3 separate regions of the Mus musculus genome follow, and all the other regions are linked to region 3. A link is a contact called in public promoter capture Hi-C data. All regions are on one chromosome and are shown on one strand. The core of a region is the stretch at or near the end of the contact, and the rest is flanking DNA. Distances in the headings are between cores, read along the strand shown.

What was found. Promoter capture Hi-C pulls out the DNA fragments that hold promoters and counts their contacts.
Region 1: a contact with region 3 is called in a promoter capture Hi-C map of pre-B cells, with 5 times the contacts expected there. The contact joins the promoter of Chsy1 here to the promoter of Klf13 in region 3.
Region 2: a contact with region 3 is called in a promoter capture Hi-C map of pre-B cells, with 2.9 times the contacts expected there. The contact joins the promoter of Lrrk1 here to the promoter of Klf13 in region 3.

Annotation. Positions count from the first base shown.
Region 1 is chr7:66,107,499-66,110,929 of GRCm38.p6, forward strand. Chsy1 (chondroitin sulfate synthase 1) reads left to right here and starts at 1,994. Exons shown (of 3, transcript NM_001081163.2): 1 at 1,994-2,729. The coding sequence starts at 2,413.
Region 2 is chr7:66,386,723-66,390,029 of GRCm38.p6, forward strand. It overlaps Lrrk1 (leucine-rich repeat kinase 1), which reads right to left and starts at 1,619. Exons shown (of 34, transcript NM_146191.3): 1 at 1,498-1,619.
Region 3 is chr7:63,937,573-63,940,684 of GRCm38.p6, forward strand. It overlaps Klf13 (Kruppel-like factor 13), which reads right to left and starts at 1,343. Exons shown (of 2, transcript NM_021366.3): 1 at 395-1,343. The coding sequence starts at 974.

The DNA of each region.
Region 1 (3,431 bases), core at 744-3,243, 2.2 Mb after region 3:
AGTGAGGGCATTGACTATGTCACAGCGTCCAACATCTGTGTCTTGCCAGATTTGCGCTTTATGTAAATCAGTGTGAATTATGAATTATGGGGCAGCTGCTGAACTTGGGGGCTCTGGTGACGTCTTGGTGTTTGTGGTTATGGTCTTACTGGAACCTTTCTCTATGGTTTCCCAGCCTGTAATTCATGGCTAGGTGTCCTGTATTTCCCAGAGACCACTGCTGGAATCTGGTCTTCACTACACAATGAATATTTTATCCTTAGATGTGGACCATCTCTTACAGGGAGAGTCAGGGGAGGGGAGGCGATGAACTATTTTTGAAATAAATCACACGTGTCAAAGAAAGTGGTACTATCCAAAGAATAAACAGGAGTAGCCACCATTCAGTGGTGGGGAGGACTGTGCTTCACACAGCTTTGTGGCTTAAACTGGAATATTTCTGTTGTTTGATTTATTAATCATGAAAAGGAGCTACAAGAATAGGCTGCCCATCCACCCACCCCACCCCACCCCACCCCACTCGAAGCACTCTTGTTTTGTTGTTGTTTTAATATTTATTTATTTTATGCACGAGTACACTGTCGCTGTCTTCAGATACACCAGAAGAGGGCATCGGATCCCATTGCAAATGGTCGTTAGCCCCCATGTGGTTGCTGGGAATTGAACCTCTGGAAGTCAGTGCTCTTAACCGCTGAGCCATCTCTCCAGCCCCATTTTCTATCTTTTTGTTTGTTTCTTTGATTGATTAAATGAGAACTTCTTAGGCTCTGGGACCGTAGTTCAGAGGATAGAGTACTGGCCCAGTGTATCAGAGGTCCAGTGGCTGATCCCTGGCACCAGGGCTGGTAGCACACAGGCCTGGAATTCAGGTGACTCCAGTTCCATAAGCAAGAGGATCTGGAGTTCAAAACGATCTGCAGCTTCAGCTAGCACCTGGGCTCTATTAGAGCAGGTCCAAGTGGCTACTTTGCGATTATAATCCTAACACATTGGTGACTAAGAAATAAAATTGGTATTTACAAACATTTGTCATGTGGGCACCCAAGTTGAAGGGCTTTCGTTTTTAACAAAACGTATAAAAGTTAAGACAGAGCAAATATAGGGAAACTGGTATCCAACTTAAAAATCCATTCAGCGAGCCTAACTTACTTGGAGACCTCCAGAATAGTAAGAGATCCTGTTTCAAAAAACTAGGTGTATGGCTCCCGAGAACCCATCCCCCACACCACGTACACAATCCATATCCGTTTTATAAATCTACTCTTAAAAATACTGACAGACTTAGGTGAGGGGGGTACTAACCAGCTCTCTGCTCACTGGGACTAAATACAGGTATTTATCATCTAGTGGTAACTCACCCACCCATCTCTTCAATATCCATTTAAAAAACTAATATGCCGGGCTTGGTGCCGCTCGCCTTTAAGCCCAGCGCTCGAGAGGCAGAGACAGATCTCAGATTCTCTGAGTTCGAGGGCAGCCCTAGCTACTTAGCGAATTCACGTTTCGCTCCCCAGCCCGCAAATCCCCTAGCGTTCCTAGGTGAACTGTGGCCGTGTGTGGCTCCAGCCCCGCCTGCAGCGTACAAAGCTGCAGTGTGGACCCCGCTGTCCTGGCCACCGAGTCGGGAGGTCGGCCCGGGGAGGGAAGGGCGTGGCGGCTCTCGGGGCATCTGGGGAGCCGGTCAACTCAGTCCACGTGCGGTGCCGGACCGCCGGCTCCCAATGCTGGCGACGGGGGCGTGGCCGCGGGTACCGGGCAGTGGGGGTTGGAGGGACGCCCGCCCCGCTGTCGTCGATGCTATCCCACGCCCCTCCTGCCTGGCCGCAGACTGCGGGGCGGGTGCTTTTTTTTTTTTTTTTTTGGTTAAACTTTGGCCACGTGAACTGCCCCCCATTCACTTTTGCGCCAATCACGAGGCGCGGACGGATCCCGAGAGGGGCCACGGCACGCCGCCGGCGGGCCGCTTCTTAACGCGCGGTGCGTGACGTGAGGGGCTCCTTTGCAATGGCGCGCTAAGCCGGAGGATGTGCAGCTGCAGAGGCGGCGCAGGGCACCGAGAGGGCGGGCGCAGCGCGAGCCGAGCCGAGCCAGCCGGGGGACGCGAGCCGCGGGAGCCGCTGTCGCCTCGCGCCGGAGTCGCCGGCCGCGCGCGCGGGGCATGGTCCCCTCTTAAAGGCGCAGGCCGCGGCGGTGCGGGCGGGCGCGCGGAACAAAGCGCCGGCGCGGGGCCTGCGGGCGGCTCGGGAGCCGCGATGGGCGCGGCGGGCCCGCGGCGGCCGCGGCGCTGCCCGGGCCGGGCCTGGCGGCGCTAGGGCGGGCTGGCCTCCGCGGGCGGGGGCGGTGGGCTGAGGGCGCGCGGAGCCTGCGGCGGGGACAGCGGGACAGCGGCCCGGCGGGCGGAGGGGCGCGGGCATGGCCGCGCGCGGCCGGCGCGCCTGGCTCAGCATGCTGCTCGGGCTCGTGCTGGGCTTCGTGCTGGCCTCGCGGCTCGTCCTGCCCCGCGCCTCGGAGCTGAAGCGAGTGGGCCCGCGGCGGCGCCCCAGTCCCGAGGGATGCCGGCCAGGGCAGGAGGCGTCGCAGCCCGGCGGGGCGCGCGGCGATGCGCGCGGGGCGCAGCTCTGGCCGCAGGGCTCGGCCGCGGAGGGCGTCCCGCGCGACAGGAACTTTCTCTTCGTGGGAGTCATGACAGCCCAGAAATACCTGCAGACCCGCGCCGTGGCCGCCTACAGGTGAGCCCCCCTTTCGTGGATGCCATCGCCTGCATCCGGCATCCTGGCTGGCGGGCGGGCGGCGTTACGGGTTCCCCGGAGGCTTCTCTGGTAGCTGCCAGCGGCTCAGCGCAAAGGCAGCAGGGCTTAGGATGGTGAGCATCTCTCAAGGGCAAGGCTTTGGGATTGAGTACGCTGGCCTCAGTGTGTGTGCCTCTCAACCTCATCTCCAGGGAGACACGTAAGCTTTCTGTGTTCAAGACTTCTTTGTTAAAAGGAACGAGTCTCCCCCATAAGGTGGTGGCGAAATTCAATGTTGTACCTGCGATAGTGGAGGCAGAGTTATAATTTGAGTCTCTAAAATAGGCACTTTGTCATTTCGAAGGGAGAGCCCGCTTAAATTAACCTGGCTAGGGCTCCTCCGTACTGTACTTTAAGATTCTCACTTTTGGTGAGCGTTTCCACTCTGCCTTTGAGCAACACTCTGGTTTGTTAAGTAGAGAAAAAGAACCTTGAGGAAAAACAGTTTGTGTGATCGATTTAGTCATTGTAAGACTGCAGCCTGGTGTTCCCCAGCGCAGCCACCAAGGCGTATGCGTGGTAGGAAGTAACTGGGCCCTAGTAGGCTAAAGGAGTCAGTAGAAGTGGCAGCGATCATGTTCAGGATTAACAAAGGGATTAGCCAAAGCTGCCTTTAGAAAAGGAGATGGTTTTAGAGTGGAG
Region 2 (3,307 bases), core at 369-2,868, 2.4 Mb after region 3:
TCTCTCTCTCTCTCTCTGTTTGTATGTTTGTGTGTGTGTGTGAGTGTGGCGTCCGTATGTGTGTGTTGAGATCATCAGATGACCTGCTGTTGGTCTTTGCTTTGCACCATGTTTGAGACAAGGCTTCTTCTTCATGTTGCCCACACAAAGCTAGCTGACCAGTGAGCTTCCAGGGAATCTCCCATCTTGAAGTGGGGGCATCTGGGATTGCACCTTTGTCTCATCTGGCTTTAAGCGGATTCTGAATCTGAATTCAGATCCTCACACGTGATCAGCAAGTGCTTTGTATACTGAGCCATCTCCTTAGCTGGTTTATTTAGTTAGTTATAATAATTATATCCAAACTATTAAGGAGACTGTTGTAGGTGTGGGGGAAGGAAACGTTTGGCTGACTAGAAAAGCCCCTCTAAGGACAAATTAGGTGTTGGTATGCTATATTCTTCTGGAACATGAGCAAGGACAATGAAAACCAAATCACAGAAAGAATTCAATGCTAAAGTTTTTCAAAGTGTACAAATCGTAGGTCCTTTGATGCTGCTATGTGAGTGTGAGTGACCAACTCATCAAAAATAGGTTATTTGGTGAGAATTTGCTAAGAGAATTTGCCTTTAAGACCCTATCTATCCTGCTCCGGTTTTTGCAGGGATGAGCATCATGTAAGAGAAAAACGTAATGGCCTCAAACTATTAAAAGCCAGACTGAACTGGCTGTCAGCATCCCTAGAGTCTCTCCATTGCTGTCTTTCTTACTGCCCCTCCAGGAATTCTTGTTCTCATCCATTAAGGACTGCCACTGGCTCCAAGCAACAGAGCCCATAGGCAAAGTGATGGGACCACAGGGTGAGAAACATGCCCCACGCGTGGAGCAGGGGAAGACCTCCAGACCATCCAGCACCACCCGGCTGTCCCGCACGCGCGGGAAGAGCCTCGCTGGGCCTTTGCCTCCAGCCACTCGCGCCCACGAACTCCCACGCTTAGACCCCACCCCCACTCCCAAGTTAAAAGTCAGGCTTTTTTTTTTTTTTTTTTTTTTCCAAACGCAAAAGAACTTTGTAGTCTCCCTAGTGTTTCCTACTTTTGTTTCTGAACTCGGCTCCCCGCCCCCGCCCCGCTCCGATCCCAGGCTGGTTTTCGGCTGCCCCAGCTCCCGGGTTCTAGCTCTGCACTCGCTTTAACCCTTCAAGGGGCGAGGGTCGCTGCGCAGCCCAGAGAGGCAGCGAAGAGACCCCGGGCAGCCCGAGTTCCAGACGCCCACCGGAGCTGTGACCTGCGGGTCCCGGACACAGGCCGGGGTCCGGAGCACGCGGTCGCCCGGGGTACGGGGTGCTGAGCTGGGGAGAGGAGCTGTGGGGCGAGGCGAGACGCAGGGCACAAGCAGGCGACGGCGGCTGCACGCGGGGACCCGGGCGCGGGACGGGGTGGTGCGGGCAAAGCTTGGATCTAAGGTGCGGGCTTCGCTCGGGTCCTCGGACAGGGCGCGGGTCGGAGCAGCACTTACCTGCGGCGGCAGGGTCTGGAAGCCGCGGATCGGCGACATCAGAGGGCCGGGGCCTGCCGGTCCTACCGTACTCTGCCCTGCAATGCTCTGGCCGCCGGGGGCCAGACGCACTTCCTCAATCCTGCGGCCGCCTGGCGGGCGGAGAGGGCGGGTGGCGCGGAAGCAGGGCTGTGCCAGAGGGTCGGCCGCCCCGACCTCCCCTGGATGGCCTGCCTCGGTTTCCCTAGCTGCAAGATGTCGGTGACCAAGCTCACTGCTCTTGTGCCTCGGTAGACGCTTGGGTCTTGAAACTTTGTGGACTCCTCTCCAAATTTGAATGCTTTGCTGCCTTCCCTGCGGACAGGCACAGTGACAAGGTTGTGCCTTTCCTACCCTGCTCGAGTAACAGATTAATTTTTATCCTGTTTGCTGGCCATATACTGTGACTGTAAATATTAAGAGAGCGAGAATATTAATGTGTGTGCAGGTCTTTATGGAGCGGTGCAGAAACTACATTTTAAAAGTTGATGTTTTGTAAACTGCGCTTTTTCACCACACGAGTTCGCTAACTTAAATTATGGACGTTTGCAAAGATATTACTAGCTGATGAATATTTTTCGATTTTCGAACTCCGGAGTAGCTGGGATTACAGGAGCATGCCACCCTGACTGGCTGCTTGTGGCGATGAGGTGGAATGTTGTCAGTTGATTCCACTGAAGTTAATAACCAAACGCGGCTATACACTCAGCAGGCAAGCTTCGGATTCCGCTCGTTTTCCCCGAGAAAAGATAATCCTTGGTAGAAAATCAGTACTGGACCGAAGTGCTTCTTACTGGTAAGAATGAATATTCCTGAGACCAAGTGCAAAGAACATTGACAGACCGCCTCACTGGCAGCTCACAGAATTTGAGAAGCCGTGGGCCGCCTGAGATATTTTGGGAACACCTCAAGTGTTTGTTTAGAGTTGGAGTTTGTATCCCTAGTTGGCAAGGCCACAACCTCGCAGCTCTTCTACGTTCGCTCTTCTTTTCCTCCATCGAACACTGTTACAAAAATGTAGGTGGGGTTCTGCAATCCTGTCCTCACCACCGAGGTCCTCAGACCAATTAGCAAGGCCAGCAACATGACTGCTATGGAAAAGTCCCTAATAATTTGCAAGGCATGGCGTCAGCAGTTTGAATGAGCCTGGCTTGGTGGCGCCTTCAGGGCATACATACATCACTGCCACCTAGCGTTACTAAAAGGAAGTCCATGTCTAGAGCCAGGACCAACACACACTAAGAGGACTTGTGTTGCCTATGCTTAAGTGGCAAGAAATTTTCCACTTTAAACAATCTTAGAAATAGGTTAAGAAAAGTGCCCAATTTAAAACAAACAAACGAGCAAACAAAGGTCTGGAATATTCGACACATATATGAGCTTTTTTTGAGATGGCCATATCACAGTATTCAACTGTACCCAGTAGGTGTGTTTTAATCACAAGTTTGCAAAGGAGACAATTACAGAATAGCTAAAATTCCTTCTCACTTCTTTTTCATTCCTGCAGACCCATGTTTTTCTTGGGTTTGCTCACATCCCACCCTGACTTTCAGTCTGAGGTTGGAATTACCCTGTCTACAAAGGGGTCCTCTGATAGACAGTGGTCAGAGGTAGATCAGCCACCCACCTCCCTGAATGAGCATGACACTGCGGAGGCTAACTGTTCCTTTTGTCTTCTGACACTCGATTTTATTCAGCCAAATGCTCACTTTTGTTTGATGTCTCCCCCCCCCACACACACACACAATAATTTAAAGACCCTCTTCCGGTCTCCACCTACAATCACAGTTGG
Region 3 (3,112 bases), core at 93-2,592:
GAAGAGGGGTGGCGAGACTCCAGCTCCCCGAGCACCTACGCCCCAAAAGGGAGCGCCGCCTGCCCCCCCCCCCAACCACCTCTAGCGCACCTGCCCGCGCCGCCCGCAGCCCGGATGACGACATCTACCCCCGCGGCCCCGCCCCAAGAGCCTGGGAGGGGGCGTGCCCGATGGGGGCGCGGTCGCCGAGAGGGCGCCGGCTCCAAGCGCCACGGCCAGCGTCACGCGAGGCCAGAGCGCCAGGACAGGGGCGCGGCTGCGATCGCCCTCAGCTCATGGCTCCCCGCCCTCGGCCCCGGCCCCCTCTAGCGCTGGGCCCGAAGCTCTGGGGGCGTGGCCGGTCCCAAGCAGTCCCTAGTCCGCGCGTTCGCGGCGTCCCCGCCGCCCCACTGACCTGTGTGAGTTCTCAGGTGCGCCTTGAGGTGCGAAGATTTCCCGTAAACTTTCTCGCAGCCCGCGTAGTGGCACTTGTGCTTCCTCTGCGGGGACTCGAGGTCCGCGCGGCTCCGGCCTCGCCGACCCCTTTGTCTGAGGCCAGGCTCGCCGCTCCCCGCGGGGCCGGGCTCCTGCTCCAATGCCGCCTCCGGCTCGCTCCACGCGGGGCTGGGGGGCGCGGCCGGCGCGCCTGCTTGTCCCGGGGAGGCGGGCTCTGGGCCGGGTGGCGGCGCAGGGGGCGCAGGCGGCAGGCGGCAGGGGGTCCTCGCCTTGCGCGCAGCGGCCCCTTCTCTGCGTTCCGCGGGGGCGGGCGCCGGCGCCTGCTGGTTGAGGTCCGCTAGGATCCGAGCCACCACGAAAAGCGAGGCGCTGTCCTTGCCGTCGCGGCGCTCGTCAACGCGGGGCAGTGTGGGGGCGGCGGCGGCCGCGCCCTCGGGCCGGGGTTCAGGTCCTTCCCGCGGCTCGTGCACGACTGCGCGGCTGGACATGGACACGAGGCACTCGGCGGCAAAGTGGTCCACATAGGCGGCGGCTGCCATGCTGCGGGCTAGGGCGCGCGGTGCTCTCGCAGGAGTCGTCAGCGGCGCATCCGCACCCACGGCCTCCGGGAGCGGCGGGGGGCGGGGGCGCGGCGCGCCCTCTTCTCCGGCTGGGCTGGGCTGGGCTAGGCTGGGCGCGTAGCCGCTTCTGCCGTCACCCGCGCGGCTCCGCGTCCGCCTGGCCGGGCACTGGAGGGTGAGCGCATGGGGGGCTCCAGTAAGGAGGGTCCGCGTGCGGCGTCAGAGTCGGCCTGTCTTAGGGACGTCGAGCGGAGGCGACGTTAGGCACGACCCCTGCAAGTTGTGGTCGCAGTTCCACCGTGCATTGTGGCAGGCGGGACAGCCTCCGTGCGCGCCGCGGCTCGGTGTGGGCGGACCGGCCCCGGGGGTGGGCGGGGCCGGGGCCACATCTGGACCCGACGTCAGCCCCCAGCCACATCCTGGCGGCGCAGGTTACAGGCGGCAGCGGCCGCAGGGAGCAGCGCGCACGAAGGGGGCGGGGAGCCTGGAGCGCCTCAGGAGGGGCGTGGCCAGTGGTAGACGCGAACTCCATTGGCTCTTGAGTACTTTATGCAGCCAATCCGGTCCTCGAGAGGGTTCTACTGGCCGCGGGACCTGCGCGCGCCAGTGGGCGTGCCCCTGGGCCTGCAAGAGGAGGGGCGGAAATCGGAGCCGGGCGCGCGGCGCGCAGACGCATGACGTCCGAGGGTGGCGGGCCGCTGTGTAGCGGCGCAGGGCTGGGGCGCGTGCCTCCCGCAGCGGGAACCCCGCCGGCCCTTTCCATGCCAGAGCTTTTGTGAGCAGGCAGCAGTGGGTGGCACGAGGATGGCAACACTGAGCAAGACACCCTGTGGTCGCTCCGCCCGCCGGGAGTGCGGGCAAGGTGGCGTATCGGTCCCTATGGGACCTAAGCGGCCGACCTCGCCTATGGGCGGGACATTACCGAGCCTCACCCCACCGCAGCGGAGTTCTCTGGTGGCCGGGTTTGCATTGCCCATCTCCAGCCACCTCCTCACCCCGCTCCTATTGAGCTCCGGTTCTCTACGCAACCTTGGCCCGAGCCTTGTCACCACTGGGGCCGCCCCGCCCCCGCGCGGCCGAACTGCCCTTGAGCCTATGTTAACCTGGCTGATGCAGGACCCACCACTGCCAATGCTGAGGGAGTGAGCTACGTGCTGGGGCTGCGGTCGCGGCTGTTCAGGGAACACGGGGCCCCTTCCTCCCCCTTCCTGCCCCAGGCCTGCTGCCAACTTCTCCAGGCCGCCCCTCTCCCACCGCGGTCCTGGAGGCTTCAAACACCACCAGCTGCGAGGACCCCGCCCAGGGCGCCCCACCCATCCACTGTCTGGGCCTCTGAAGGAAATGCTCCGCTGCGTCCTGCCGGGGCCTTCCAACTAGGCCACCTTGCTCTAAAGTCTAGACACACATTCATGTTCTTTCCTCTCTGAACACTAGGCCATCATCAGAGAGACCCGTAGCTTCCAACTGCCTTTGAACCAATCTTAACACACTCAAAAGACTTTGGCCGCAACTGGCCTCTGACCTGTGAGGGTAGGATCAGCAGCCTCTCCTTTTCATTGTGGATGATACCTTAAAATAAGTCAGCCACCAAGTCAGGGAGACCCGACTGCCGGTTGGTCGACCCCAGTGAGCTAAAGAAGGGTCAGTCACCTCACTACTGGTGAAAATTAAGAACCATGGCTCTGATTTCAAGTTCTTCCCCAAGTTAAATGGGAGCCTAAAATAGAAAAGACTTTGATTTCTGATAATTGAGGAAACTGAACAATTTGGAATTTTCAGTTGTGAAACTTTAGGTTAACGTTTGAACACCCCGAGTGTGAGCACACACCCTGAATTTCCACACCATTGGGCTGCTGTTTTGTGGAGAAGCTGGATCAGGGCTTTGTAGGAGGGTCTCCACTTGGCAGAAAGTAGTCATCTTTGTTCCAGGCAGATTATGTTGATGGCATTTAAGAGACTGTGTCCTGACCAAGTGATGACTCAGATTGCTCCTCTGTTCCCACCACATGCCACAGACAGTCATCTCATTGGGAAAGAGCTGGCCCCTACACTGCCTTTCAGTCCATGCATGTCTTTCTGTCCCTCTGCAGCCAGGGGCATTCTGCAGTACATAAAAT